Linked DNA regions of Mus musculus: region 2 is linked to region 1. The links are chromatin contacts, called in public Hi-C maps. All regions are on one chromosome and are shown on one strand. Each heading gives the region's core, a stretch centred on a gene start, on an enhancer-like site or on the middle of the called end of the contact. The rest is flanking DNA. Distances are from core to core; before and after follow the strand shown.

Evidence for each region. Hi-C and Micro-C count contacts between places; a contact is called where the count stands out from the background.
Region 2: a Hi-C map of the G1E-ER4 cell line shows a contact between it and region 1, with 2.2 times the contacts expected there. The contact joins the enhancer-like site here to the promoter of Mcm3 in region 1. A contact is called at or near these places in 9 of 39 promoter capture datasets (the 3T3-L1 cell line, the C10 cell line, the HPC-7 cell line and 4 more), 1 of 15 datasets of contacts at CTCF or cohesin (the NIH/3T3 cell line), 28 of 484 Hi-C or Micro-C datasets (the C2C12 cell line, CD4 single positive thymocytes, CD8 T cells and 22 more), 1 of 115 datasets of contacts at active chromatin or transcription factors (microglia) and 2 of 9 other capture datasets (adipose tissue and liver).

Annotation. Positions count from the first base shown.
Region 1 is chr1:20,816,435-20,822,473 of GRCm38.p6, forward strand. It overlaps Mcm3 (minichromosome maintenance complex component 3), which reads right to left and starts at 3,878. Exons shown (of 17, transcript NM_008563.3): 1 at 3,697-3,878; 2 at 1,359-1,471; 3 at 809-1,017; 4 at 215-345. The coding sequence starts at 3,774. It also overlaps the pseudogene Gm20587.
Region 2 is chr1:21,092,736-21,098,774 of GRCm38.p6, forward strand. No RefSeq gene overlaps it. Among named protein-coding and RNA genes, the nearest start is that of Tram2, 17 kb to the left of the region's middle. Within about 2 kb of position 2,321, at least 51 of the 459 cell types and tissues checked have an H3K27ac peak or open chromatin away from gene starts, as enhancers often do. A contact at or near this core is called in CD8 T cells, the G1E-ER4 cell line, the HPC-7 cell line and 5 more, where this site is marked.

The sequences.
Region 1 (6,039 bases), core at 2,628-5,127:
TAATCTTAACAACAACAACAACAAAAAAAGGTAGGATTTCTATAATAAACTTTATCTTGAACCATTCTTTTTTTTTTCTGAATTAATCTTTACATATCTTTAATCTCGCATATCTACTTTTAGAATAAAGACTCCAGATACTATATAGTCGCCTGAATTTAAACACTCACCCTTGATACTGCCCCCAAGATGCCCAACCGATTCATGTCCTCACCTTTGTGGGATAAACAGAACTGGATGGGAAAGCCACTAGGGTGGTGAGGTCAGAGTAGCGTCGCTCTATGGTCTTCTTAGTAGCAGGACAGTAGTGAACACTGCGAACGACTTTGGGGCGAACCAGAGAGCCTAGGGATGCAAAGGTGCACAGAGTCACCAACGGCACAGTAACAGACAACGGGGGCCTAAACTTATGCAAGCTCTATAATAAATACTATATTCTCCCAGTTAGGTTAACCTGTCTTCCTACCACTTGTCATTTGTCCTTTTTTACATCTATACATAGGTACCCTGCATCCATGTGTAATTTTAAGAACCACTGATGTCAATGAAGGGACAGTTCAGGGTTGCAGTGAGGAGGGAAGAACTGGACTCGTCCCGCTTTGGGAACTCGCAATTCTGCTTTCCACTGCTGGTCCCTCCCAGTCCGGAGTGCCGTGGACCCTGAGTTGCTTCACATTTTACTATTTAATTTCAATGTTTCCTTGAACAAGTTCCCCAGACTCATACCAGCTCCCCTGGGTTCCAGACCTCCTAAATCTACCCTACCATTTCCTTAGGGCCCTAGCACCACCATCTTCCATCCACTCACATTTAGTAACAATGCCTTCCACACAGACCACACAGCTGAGGAAGCAGGAAGTGAGAGTCCGGGGAGAGACGTGCTTTGAGCCAAAGCTGCCTTCCAATCCTATGTAGAACTCCTCATACTGCTTGGCGTAGGTGGCGTCAATGGAGGCCACGAAATCCTTCAAGGCCCGCTGGAAGGCAACCAGCTCCTCAAACGCATTGTTCAGGAGGCTGCGTGGGGTTGAGACAAAGAACAGTTAGACAGAGCTCAGGAAGCTGACCCTAGAAACAGGAAGGAACAACCTCGGGTCAGAGAAAGGAAATCCATGTCTACTTTGTGCTACCACTGTGTAAGACTGAAGTTATTCTCAATTCATCAAACATGTAAAAAAGGATGCTCAACACAACACTGGAAGATGGGAGTACCTGAGACCACCTCTTCTCTGGGAGACGACAACGACAGCCTGTATGTAGGTGAAGCCCATGCACTCTAGGTCTTCCCAATCTAAACAGGATGCCTTCCTCTCTCCCTCCAAAGCAGCGGGCCCCCGGGAAACCCTGTCACGGCTCACCGGTTAGCCCTCTTTTCATTCTTCCTGCGCAGGTCATTCACGCTGACAATCAGCCGATACTGATTGTCACTGATCAGTTCCCGAACCTTGTTCTGGTAAATGCCTTGGTCCTCCTGCGAAGCGCCAATAAGACATATTGAACAAGTGATTTGACATATTAAATTAGGACACAAGTCAAATGTGTTTCAGACCAGAAGCAACCCTGGAAACAAAACCTCTGGGCCCAGATGAACGCAAAGTCTGTTTTTCAGTCTCCCCCTTTCACCCGCTGGCCTCAGACCTCACCTACAATCTATTAAGAGACTCTAAGAATCATAAAGTCAATGTCACCTAAGAAACTGAGGGTCCCCTTTCTACAGGGTCTTGGTTTTATTCATAGCAAGCTTGGATCTCTAAAGCTGCCTAGGAGATACAAAGAGGAAAAATTGAATTCAGGTAGAGCATGGAGCTAAACTACAATTCCAGCACTCAGGCATCGGAGGCAGGAGGATCACCTCTGAGTCCAAAGCTAGGCTACAGAGTAAGATTCCTTCAAGAGCAACAGCCAAAAGAACAAGCAAGCAGATGGGTACACAGTGACAAGCTGTAAACACTGGTAGAAAGGGGTATCGTCGAGTGAGAGTAAGCCTGTCCTGAATCTAAGGGATTCCAGTAATATTAGAAGGTCAGAAGGCAGGCAAGCTCAGCAGTGGGGTCTACAACTGCATCAAGAACTTGGGGGTACTTAAGGACATATTACATAAAGGCTGGGTGGTCAGTTCTGTGTTCTTGCCCTCTGGTGTAACGTACTTCTGTCTTTCAGCGGAAAAATGTTCTTTCCTACATTATAAAACAGGTGTATGCCTTTCTGGACAAGGAGAACACACCTGCTGTCTCTATCAATAGAGCATTAAGGACCACTGAGCATTCAATTTATAAAGGGGTTACTGATCGTGGGGGTGGGGGAGGGTTCTATTTATACCATGGGAGGTCAGCATAAAGGTATTCAAAAGTCCTAAGCAGGGACTTGGGAGCTACTTAAAGCCTACACCAGCAAAGATGACACTAGCCACTATGTCACTTACACATGAGGATGCCAGCATGTTGATATATGTCTCAACGGTGCCCAGGAAGTAGACAGCTGCAGACAACCCTTTCCTCCTGTCCAGCATGCCCTATCACATACTATCATGATCATTAACAGTTCTCCTATATGCTTACATTTTAATTGGGAATTAGAATGGCCTAAGTCTTAAAGACTTAGTAAAAACAAACAAAAAAACTTGCAATATGAAAATTTAACTTTAAAATCTGGATGTTAGCACACCTGACTGTAGACATATTTCAAAATCATGATGTATATTTGAAATGTAATTTAAATACTCTTAAAATTCAAATTTAAATTGCTTTTCATTGATCAACAAACTTCCAGGGCTCATCAACATCCTATAGCTTTAAATTTTGGATTACACTTAAACCCATTTTACCTGCATACAAAACACTTGATTCACTAAAAAGAGAGCTGTCATAAATTGTTAGTCTCGCTCCTACCCTCACCAGCATCAGGCCAGTCATTAAATCTGAGGGCTCTGAGCCAGTTACATTAGCTTTTCCAAAGAAGAGCCTGTTTACACCTGACCAGTCTCCTTGCAAGTTGTGTGGGGTTTGGGGGGAACACATGAATTTAGAGACAAACTAAATTACTTTGGAGAAAACCCTAGTAACTCATGAAGATATACAGGAGCAAGAAAATGACAAGAGGAGATAATGAGAAAATGAAAATGATCAAAATACATTATGTGCTTATGAAGTTTCATAATGTAACCCGTATGTATAGTTAACATATCCTAATGTAAGAGGTTTCAAGAAAAATAGGCTGCTCAGAGGAAGACGGCAAGCACAAGGCCTGGGTACCATGTCAAGTAGGCTATGGGGATCAGTAGCAGTAATTATAAGAGGGAGTGATAAGAAAGAAATATGACCAAAATACATTATGTGTTTATGAAATTTCATAACGAAACTAATACATGAAAAGAATGTAACTTTTAAAATCTGGAGGTACATCTTTAGGAGAGAAAAAAAGATAACAGGAAGTTGCAGAGAAAAGAAGTTATCAGCGGCCCTGGTCCTCCGCGGGGTCCCCAGCACCGTGCCCGGTCACCCGCGGGAACCCCCTCAGCCGTGCCCGGTCACCCGCGGGACCCCAGCACCGTGCCCAGTCACCCGCGGGGACCACATCAGCCGTGCCCGGTCACCCGCGGGAACCCCATCAGCCGTGCCCGGTCACCCGCGGGAACCCCCTCAGCCGTGCCCGGTCACCCGCGGGACCCCAGCACCGGGCTCGCGGCCCGAGCCTCACCTCGTCATCCAGGAAGTCCAAGTAGTCTCTCTGCGCTTCCCGCAGCTCCACATCATCCAGCACTACTGTGCCCGCCATGTCGCAGCTCCGAAATCGCCGGCCACCAAACAGTCCGGAAACGCGTGACACCGCCTTGGCGCCAAAACTTCCCAAGTTTTCCCGCCACGGAAGTTTATGGTGGAGGAAGCATGGAGCAGAGACGCGTTATGATTGGCTAACCACTTCAATAGCCTTTCATTCCGTGCCTGGATTGGAGAGAAATGGTCACTTTCTCCGCCCTAATAGGAAGTCTGACCAATGGTACAGAGAGGACGCTCAAAACCCACCCCCTGGAAATTGAGCAACAGGAAGGCTAGGAAGCACTGCATTCTGGGAGTTGTGGTCCTTCCCACCTCACCCCCTGTTTTTCTTTTCTTTTTTTTTTTTCTTTGCCTGTAGGAAGTTTTGTCAAATCGGAAGTTAGGATTTACTGAGGGGGGAGGTCTAAGTTTGCACCCCATATGCACAGGTACAAATGAAGGCCAAAGGTTGATATCCGGTGTCTTCCTCAATCTTTCTCCACCTTGTATTTTTGAAAGACGAACAGGATACCCACTGACCCATCTCTTTAGCCTCCATATTATTGATTCTAACACACTTTGTCTTCTAGCCTTCATTTCCTCCTATACAAAATGAGGAATCTGAATTCAAAATTCTCCAGTAAGCCATCACTAGTATTCCAAGAGCAAGTTAGAAATGGTGTAAAGACAAATTTTATTCACGGAATCATGCTATTGCCTTTAACACAGCCTTGATTTGCTGTATCTTGATCTGTAACCTTGAAGACACAGAGATATATAATTCGTATTTCTCCCCACTTTCACAAGGTCATGAGATAGATAAGCAGAAAATCAGATTGTTAAAAAAAAAAAAAGCATAGTTAGTATATCTAAGGGTTCCACTGCTGTTCACATGCTTGCTTTGCTTGCTATCTGTTGGCTTTCTGCCTTAGGCACTAATGGGCCAAGGCTGATTTACAAGGTGAAATAATTGCTAAGAGGCTGCCTGGAAAGCAGCATGCAGAAACAGTCAAAATCAAGGCATTGCAAAGTATACAAAGTACTTCCTTTTTTTCTGTCTCCAGCCCAAAGAAAACACTTGGAGTGGGCGACCCTGAAGTGGAGAACAGATGAGTTATGGGTACCGGATGCCGCTTCCAAGATGATGCCCACCATGTTATCCTGTTGAAAGAGGGGACTGATAGCTCTCAAGGCATTCCTCAACTCATGAGTAACAGCTCGTGAGTAACATTGTCTGTGTTTGCCAAGTGATTGCTGGGGCTATAAGACCACCCTGGGTCCTCATGGCAACTTATTGTGGATGGCCAAGGCAAAACAACAATTTCTACTTCTGAAACTCCTCGATGGTGGACATCCTGCAGCAAAGACTTTAGTGGACATTGCCGGATCCGAAGACACTGACACTAGTGATGGCACCACCGTGGTGATCCTGCTGGCTGAGGAGTTTCTGAAGCAGGTGAAGTCCTGTGTGAAGGAAGGGTTATGCCCTCAGATCATCATCTGAGCTTTCTGCACAGCCACCCAAAATCAAAGAGATAGCTGTGACTATAAAGAAGCAAGATAAAGTAGAAGAGAGGAAGATGCTAGGGAAGTGTGCAGTGACAGCCCTGAGCTCCAAGCCCTGAGCTCCAAGCTGATCTCCCAGCAGAAGGCCTTCTTTGCCAAGGTGGTGGCTGATGCTGTGATGATGCTCAATGAGTTGTTGTAGCTTAAAATGACTGACACCAAGAAGGTGCAGGGTGGAGCCCTAGAGGAGTCTCAGTTGGTGCCTAGTGTCGCGTTCAAGAACACGTTCTCGTAGTCTGGGTTTGAAATGCAGCCCAAGAATTATGAGAATCCCACAATTGCCTTCTCAAATGTTGAGCTCAAGCTGAAAGCAGAGAAAGATAATGCTGAAATCAGAGTTCACACGCACCAGGCAATTCTTGATGCCAAGCGGAACATTCTTTATGACAAGTTAGTCATAGTCGGGAGCCAAAGTCGTGTTCTCTAAACCCCCTATTGCGGATGTGGCCACCCAGTACTTTGCTGATAGGAACATGTTCTGTGCTGGCCACTGGCCTGAGGAGGATCTGAAAAGGACAATGATGGCCTGTGGAGGCTCAACCCAGACCAATGGGAATGCTCTGATTCCAGATGTGCTGGGCCACAGCCAGGTGTTTAAAGAGACCCAAATTAGAGGCAAGAGGTGCAATTTCTTCACTGGTTTCCCTAAGGCCAAGACATGTACCACCATCCTCTGTGGTGGCGCTGAGAAGTTTATGGAGACCCAAAGAGGTCCCTG
Region 2 (6,039 bases), core at 1,071-3,570, 270 kb after region 1:
TGACAGTTCACTTTTTTCTTTTGTAATGTAATAATATAATCCCTTGCAATGGAAGACATCTCATATTTAATAAAGTATGCTACACAGCATTCTCTAGATTCAAATGTTAGCTGCTCAGCCAGAGGCTGGGAACTGGTAAGATTGTTCTTAGGGACTTGTCCTCCTGGGATAAAGATGGCTCTCTGGGTTATGGGGCTTGCATTAAGGCTTTCCTTAGTCATAACTATGAGGGATGTTCAAAGTGTTTAACGATAATCAGAAACAATGATACACAGACGTACCTGGCATGTCTGTCCTGAACCTCACCTTCTGCTCCTCAGCCTGTCTGTCACTCTTGTTAATGTTGGCTCTCAATCTTTCCAGTATCTGCCCTCAATGATCTGATAGATAGTTGATAGCATGTACAGAGAAATGAGCCTGCCCCTCCAAACCCAGGCAAATCCTAGTTGCTCTAAACTATATGTGGTTATACCATTATTGGGCTTGTGTATTACTTTTAAGTTGCTGTCTCAGCAACCATTACAAACATAGCTTACAGTAGACCTTATTTTGTTATAGTTTCATGTTCCTGATGTTCAGCCCGCTTGTCTAAAATCGCGGCCCTATTCCTTTCTGGGGATTCAAAAGAGACTAGGTTTCCTTGTGTTTGGGGTATGTGGAAGATTGTGGTTTATTGAAGCTATAGGACTACAGCCCCTGTTTCCTTGCTGGCTGTGAACTCAAGACTCTTTTCGGATGTTAGCAGCCTCTCTCAAGTTCTCCCTCGCAGCTCTTGTATCTCAGAATCAAAGCACATTGTAGCAATGTTGCAATCAGTAGCACATTGTAACAATGTTGTCATTGTCCTCTCCCAGCTGGGCTGATATACTTAGATAGGGCATATGGTAGGACAGCCTGGCTGTGCCACGGGTCACTCCTTAATCCAAAGTGTTTTCTTCTGGGTAAAGTGAAACCACAATAATTTGCATGAGGCTAGAGTGTGATCACCTCTGAAAGTATTATTCTATCTACTAAAGTGTGTGGACCATTCTGGCTAATGGTATTTGTCTTAGTTAAAGTTTCATTACTGTGAAGAGACACAATGGCCAAGGCAACTCTTATAAAGGACAGCATTTAATTGGGGATGGCTTACAGGTTAGGAGGTTGTCCATTATCATCATGGTGGAAAGCATGGCAGCATGCAGGCAGACATGGTTCTGGAGGAACCACTGAGAATTCTACATCTTGATCCAAGGCAGCAGATTCTCCTCCACACTGGGTGGGGCTTGAGCATAGGACGTCAAAGCCTATCCCCACAGTGATGTACTTCTTCCAACAAGGCCACACCTCCTAATAGTACCACTTCCCATGGGTCAAGCAAGCTCATACCACCACAGTATGTAAAGGGAAATCAGCTGAAGAATGGAGGAAAACGTTCTCTGATTACAGAGATGTTTGCGTTTGCCTCAGGCATATCTGCTCTGCTTCAAATGACATGAGTTATGACAGATGTCTTATGACTATAGGGAGTCAGCCACAGGAATGAAAACTGACATACAAATAACAGCACTGACCATATCAGAACAGAAGAGTTTGGCCCTCCGATGACCACGGTTGAGCACTGGCCCAAGCCAACCATCATTTTCAGACTCTTGTGAGATACTTAAATAGCCTTTGCTTAGTAGCAAAATGTTTTAGTCCTTGTAGCTGACCTTCTCCTAGAAGAGAGTCAATTCCTTCATTATTGGCCTATTCCATTAATTCCTTGATTAGCCACATAGTCTTCTGTTGCCTGCTTTACCTCAGTCTACTATAGCACCTGTATCATCATTCCAAAGTTTCCTAAGATTCCTAGTTCCTCCTTCTGGCTCCCTCTCTAATGGCTAAGTGAAGGCCCTATAATTTCAGTTATAGCTCGATCTAACCTTGGATGAGCAGGTCTCCCACTACCCATCACACTGTCTGTCCATTCTATCCCCAGATTGAATGATTATGCATGAGCTTGCTGTCTCTCAGACACAAGTAGTTGGGTTGTTGGATGCCTTTGCAACACCTCAGTTTCCTCAGCCCTGTCCCCTTCAGTCTCAGTTTTCTCTTCCTATTACTCCCTCCCCTCCTGGGTTACATCATATCTACTCTGCTCACTCGATGTTCCTGATATATCTTCACATCTGCATACTGGGCCACTAGCCGTTCTCTCACTGCTCCTTCCTGCTGTTATGTCTTTCTGGTCCCTTAATTGGAAATGCCTTTAGCCAGCCAGATGTGATGATTCACATCTGTCATGCTAACCCCCAGGAAGCTAAAGTAGGATGACTGGCAAGTTTGAGGTCAGGCTAGGCTACAGAGTGAGGCCGTGTCTTTGAAAAGGAAACTAGCTCTGTCTGCAGCCTCAGATCTTCACACTGAGTCTTCATTGAAGGCTTTACCACTGCCATTCCCCTTCTTGCTCCCCGTATAGCTCAGACTAATCTTGAACTTACAGTCTAGCAGAGGCTAATCTGATTCTCCTGCCTTCACCTCTGGATTACGGGGAAGTCTTGAGAGGCGGTAAATGTCTGTGAAACCCATAAGTAAGGCTGGTAATGAATAGGCAGTAAAAGAATTAACCAGAACATGGGAAAACAGAGAGAACTTATTGAGATACACTGGAAGGAGACAGTGAATGGGTTTCCAGAGAGGAACCTGGCTGATAGAGAACGGAAGGATTAGTTTGTTTTGGTTTTGTTCTGTTCTGTTCTTTTTTATAACAGTTGGGAAGAAAGTTTCTTGGTTCTATCTTGCAGGACACTGGTGTAGTAGCGTCCATATCTGGAAAGACAAGTAGGCATCTCATTCCATTAGTATGAAGTAAAATTTGTGGCTTGAGGTGTTTTTCTTGAGTTTGGCAACATAGATTCTTAGGAGGCAGGCTCCAGATGACTGGATAGCTGCATAACTGTATTAATGTATAACTTCATTACTGTATAACAGCTGGGATCTGGGTGCCATGGAGTCATGGCCTGGTTGTTGAGTGTGAGAAGTTAGCTTTGGGTGATTGTGCACAATCGGGAGATACCACCATTCCTCATTTGCAAGCAGTTACAAACTGAGAGGTTACTATTTCTGGTGATGAGGTTAGCACCTGCGATAGGAGGGTGCCTAAGCACCTGCGGTAGGAGGGCGCCTAAGCAAGTTTCCCTTACCTCTCCTCTGTCCCTTTATCCTCATCTGTAGCCTTTTTTCAGGAAACTGTGCCCAGCCAAGGCTCGAAAGACTTGTTTTTCTTCTTGCCCTGTAAGTATCCAAGGCACGAATCTTTGTTATCTCCTCCTGACAGCAGTATGATTGTCCATGCAGGGAGAAAGAAACCCTGGTTCACATATTCAGGTCTTATACAAGAAGTGGTCCCCTTCTTCCCAATTTCAAGCTTACTAGAATGGGCAGGACAGTGCACGGAGTCAGGCAAATCCGAGAAACAGCACAGCAGAGTGCAGGATTTCCAGCACACAGATCCGATGCAGTGAGCACCCTCCGATGAGACACACGTGATGAGCGTGGGTACTTTTTACAGCTAATTAATTTTATTTACTTATTTGTGTATGTGAGTGTTAATGTGAGTGTGGGTGTGTGCCCATGCACACCCATGCCCATGGGCCCCAGAGTGAAGAGGAAAGAGATCACTGGGGTCTGTACACTCATTTTCAGTTCATCTGCTCTGGCTTGTCATGTGGGTGCTGGGATCTGAACTCTGATCCTCATGATTGGGTATCACACGCTCTTAACAGCTGAGCTATCCAGTCTTTCTGTTTAAATTATTAAAAATGTGAATCCAATGTATTTGCGCGTAAGAGTGTGTGCATCCTTAGCACACAGGAGATGGTCAAAGGACAACGATTGGGAGAGGGTTCTGTCTTTTCACTACACAGGTCTAGGTGAGAGCAAATATCTTTCCTACACAGCCATTTCATCAGCCATAGCTGTTTTAAATCTCATTTATCCCATTATAATGATATGTAATTCAATCTTTTAATAATTATGTTTAACAATCTGTTTTCAATGTTTCTGAAAAGATAACAAGATTGATAAACTGGTTTGACCCAGCCACTAGTAGAATCTTATATAATGTTTTGCTTTTTAATAGGCATGGCATGGTGGGGAGGCTGGTAATACAAAGAATGTGGTTATCTTCTGGTGAGCTTTCCCACAACTGGCAACCCGGGCTCGAGTTGTTTCTACTGTCTGAGCGCTGCTCGGCTTGATCTTCATACTTTACAAAAAAACCGGATGAATAAGATGCACTTGAGGGTGGAGACTGAACAAAATAGATAATGGCCTAGTTTTGGGCTGTGAATACTGACCTCTGCCTAGGGTCAGGGTGGAGCTCTTCGATTGCTTCCAGTTCTGAACTGAGCTCAGCTGTAACTGGGCTTGAGCAAGCATTTCTGCTGAGTCTCCTCTCCTCTCCTCCCTCTCAGCTCCCAGCCACGCCCACAAGATAACCGATTATTATTCTATTACATTGCAGAAGGCGTAGCCTCCTAGGAATTGGGATCCTCGAAAGAAATGACTAGTAAAATGCGGAGATCCAAAAGCACGATGCCCTGGTGCTCTTTAGCTATCTTAACCTTTTATTATGGATGCCGTGCTGACCTCAATGGAAACCGGAGTGGGCCAGCGCTGCTTAGGGAGCCAGAGGGACAGCTGGTGAATCAGCTGTGTTGCGTTATAGTCTATTCTACTGTTGGCTCAAAGACTGTACCATATATGGACCGAGGCTCAGGACTAGCATGCCCTTTGATTTGCCCCAGGGTTCCTCTAAAATTGCATCTTGGGATTAGATCATTGTTCCCAGCAAAAGGGAGACCCCCAGAAAAGTTGATGAGTATGAAGAAATTGAAATGATTTATAGTCTGGCAAAGAAGAGGAGGAGGGCAGAGCCTCGACGCAGCCAAGCCGTAGTCGCAGATGACGGGCTGAGGCTGAGAAAACCATGCGAGGGTTTCTTTGCAGAAGTTTCAAAGGGGGAGCCGCAGACCCCTTCTGCGAACTCAGGCCTGAGGTAGACTCAGATCAGGGTCAGAGGCGCTGAGCCAACTCCGCTCTGTAGAGTAAGACAGGCAGCCTCTCTGGCTGTGGATGAAGGTGTCTGTGATGCTACTGAAGACACGGACTGTACTGCCCACTAGGGATGGTCCAGGCTCTGGATTATTTTGAGTATGAGACAGGTTAAGGAACCTTGGAGCACAGTTCCTTTCCTATCTGCTCAGGCAGGGTCAGGCTAGTGAGACATTGCTAGGACTGGATGAACTAAGGAAAGGGACTGGGTGTGGGAGGAGATGATGGGGTACTGATTTGGGAAAGTGACTCTTAACAGATCATTATATTACATTCTATCTAAAATTGAAAGAATTCTCTCTCTGTGTTAGTAACTTAGTTTCTGTCTGTCTGTCTGTCTGTCTCTCTCCCTCTCTTTCTCTCTCTCTCTCTCCCTCCCCTCTCTCATTCTTCCCATGCATGTAATTGTGTTCCACAGTCTGGAAGTGTAGAATGCTCTACTACACTGAAAATAAGTGGCTTGCTATGCAAAACACAGGCAACGCTTGCAAGCATAACTTGAAGCCAAAAATCCAGACACACACGAGTACTGGACAATCCCATTTATGCCAACTCAAAACCAGATAAACCCAATCTGAGACATTAGAGGTCAGGAGAGAAGCTCCTTTGCTGGCCAGTGCTTGGAAGGGGCTGGCGGGTTCAGAGGGTGCGGTGGATGTCCTCATTCTCTGTCTGGTCACTGCTTACGTTGATATAGGCATTCTGAATATTGATTATCTGGGTCATTCTGCAACTGTTCACATGAAGGAAGGAAGGCAGGAAATAGGGAAGACAGGCAGGCAGGCCGGTGACAACCAGAATAGAGTCTTGTGAAACTGGCTGGCATTTACAGGAAAAGTGAATGCCTGTGTGCCAACCTAGAATGTAGTCTGCAATTGGTGAGGCACAGCGATTACTTGATTCCTAAAGCTCATTGGTCATCCACTCTAGCCTAATTTGTAAGTGACACTGAATTTGAGTGGC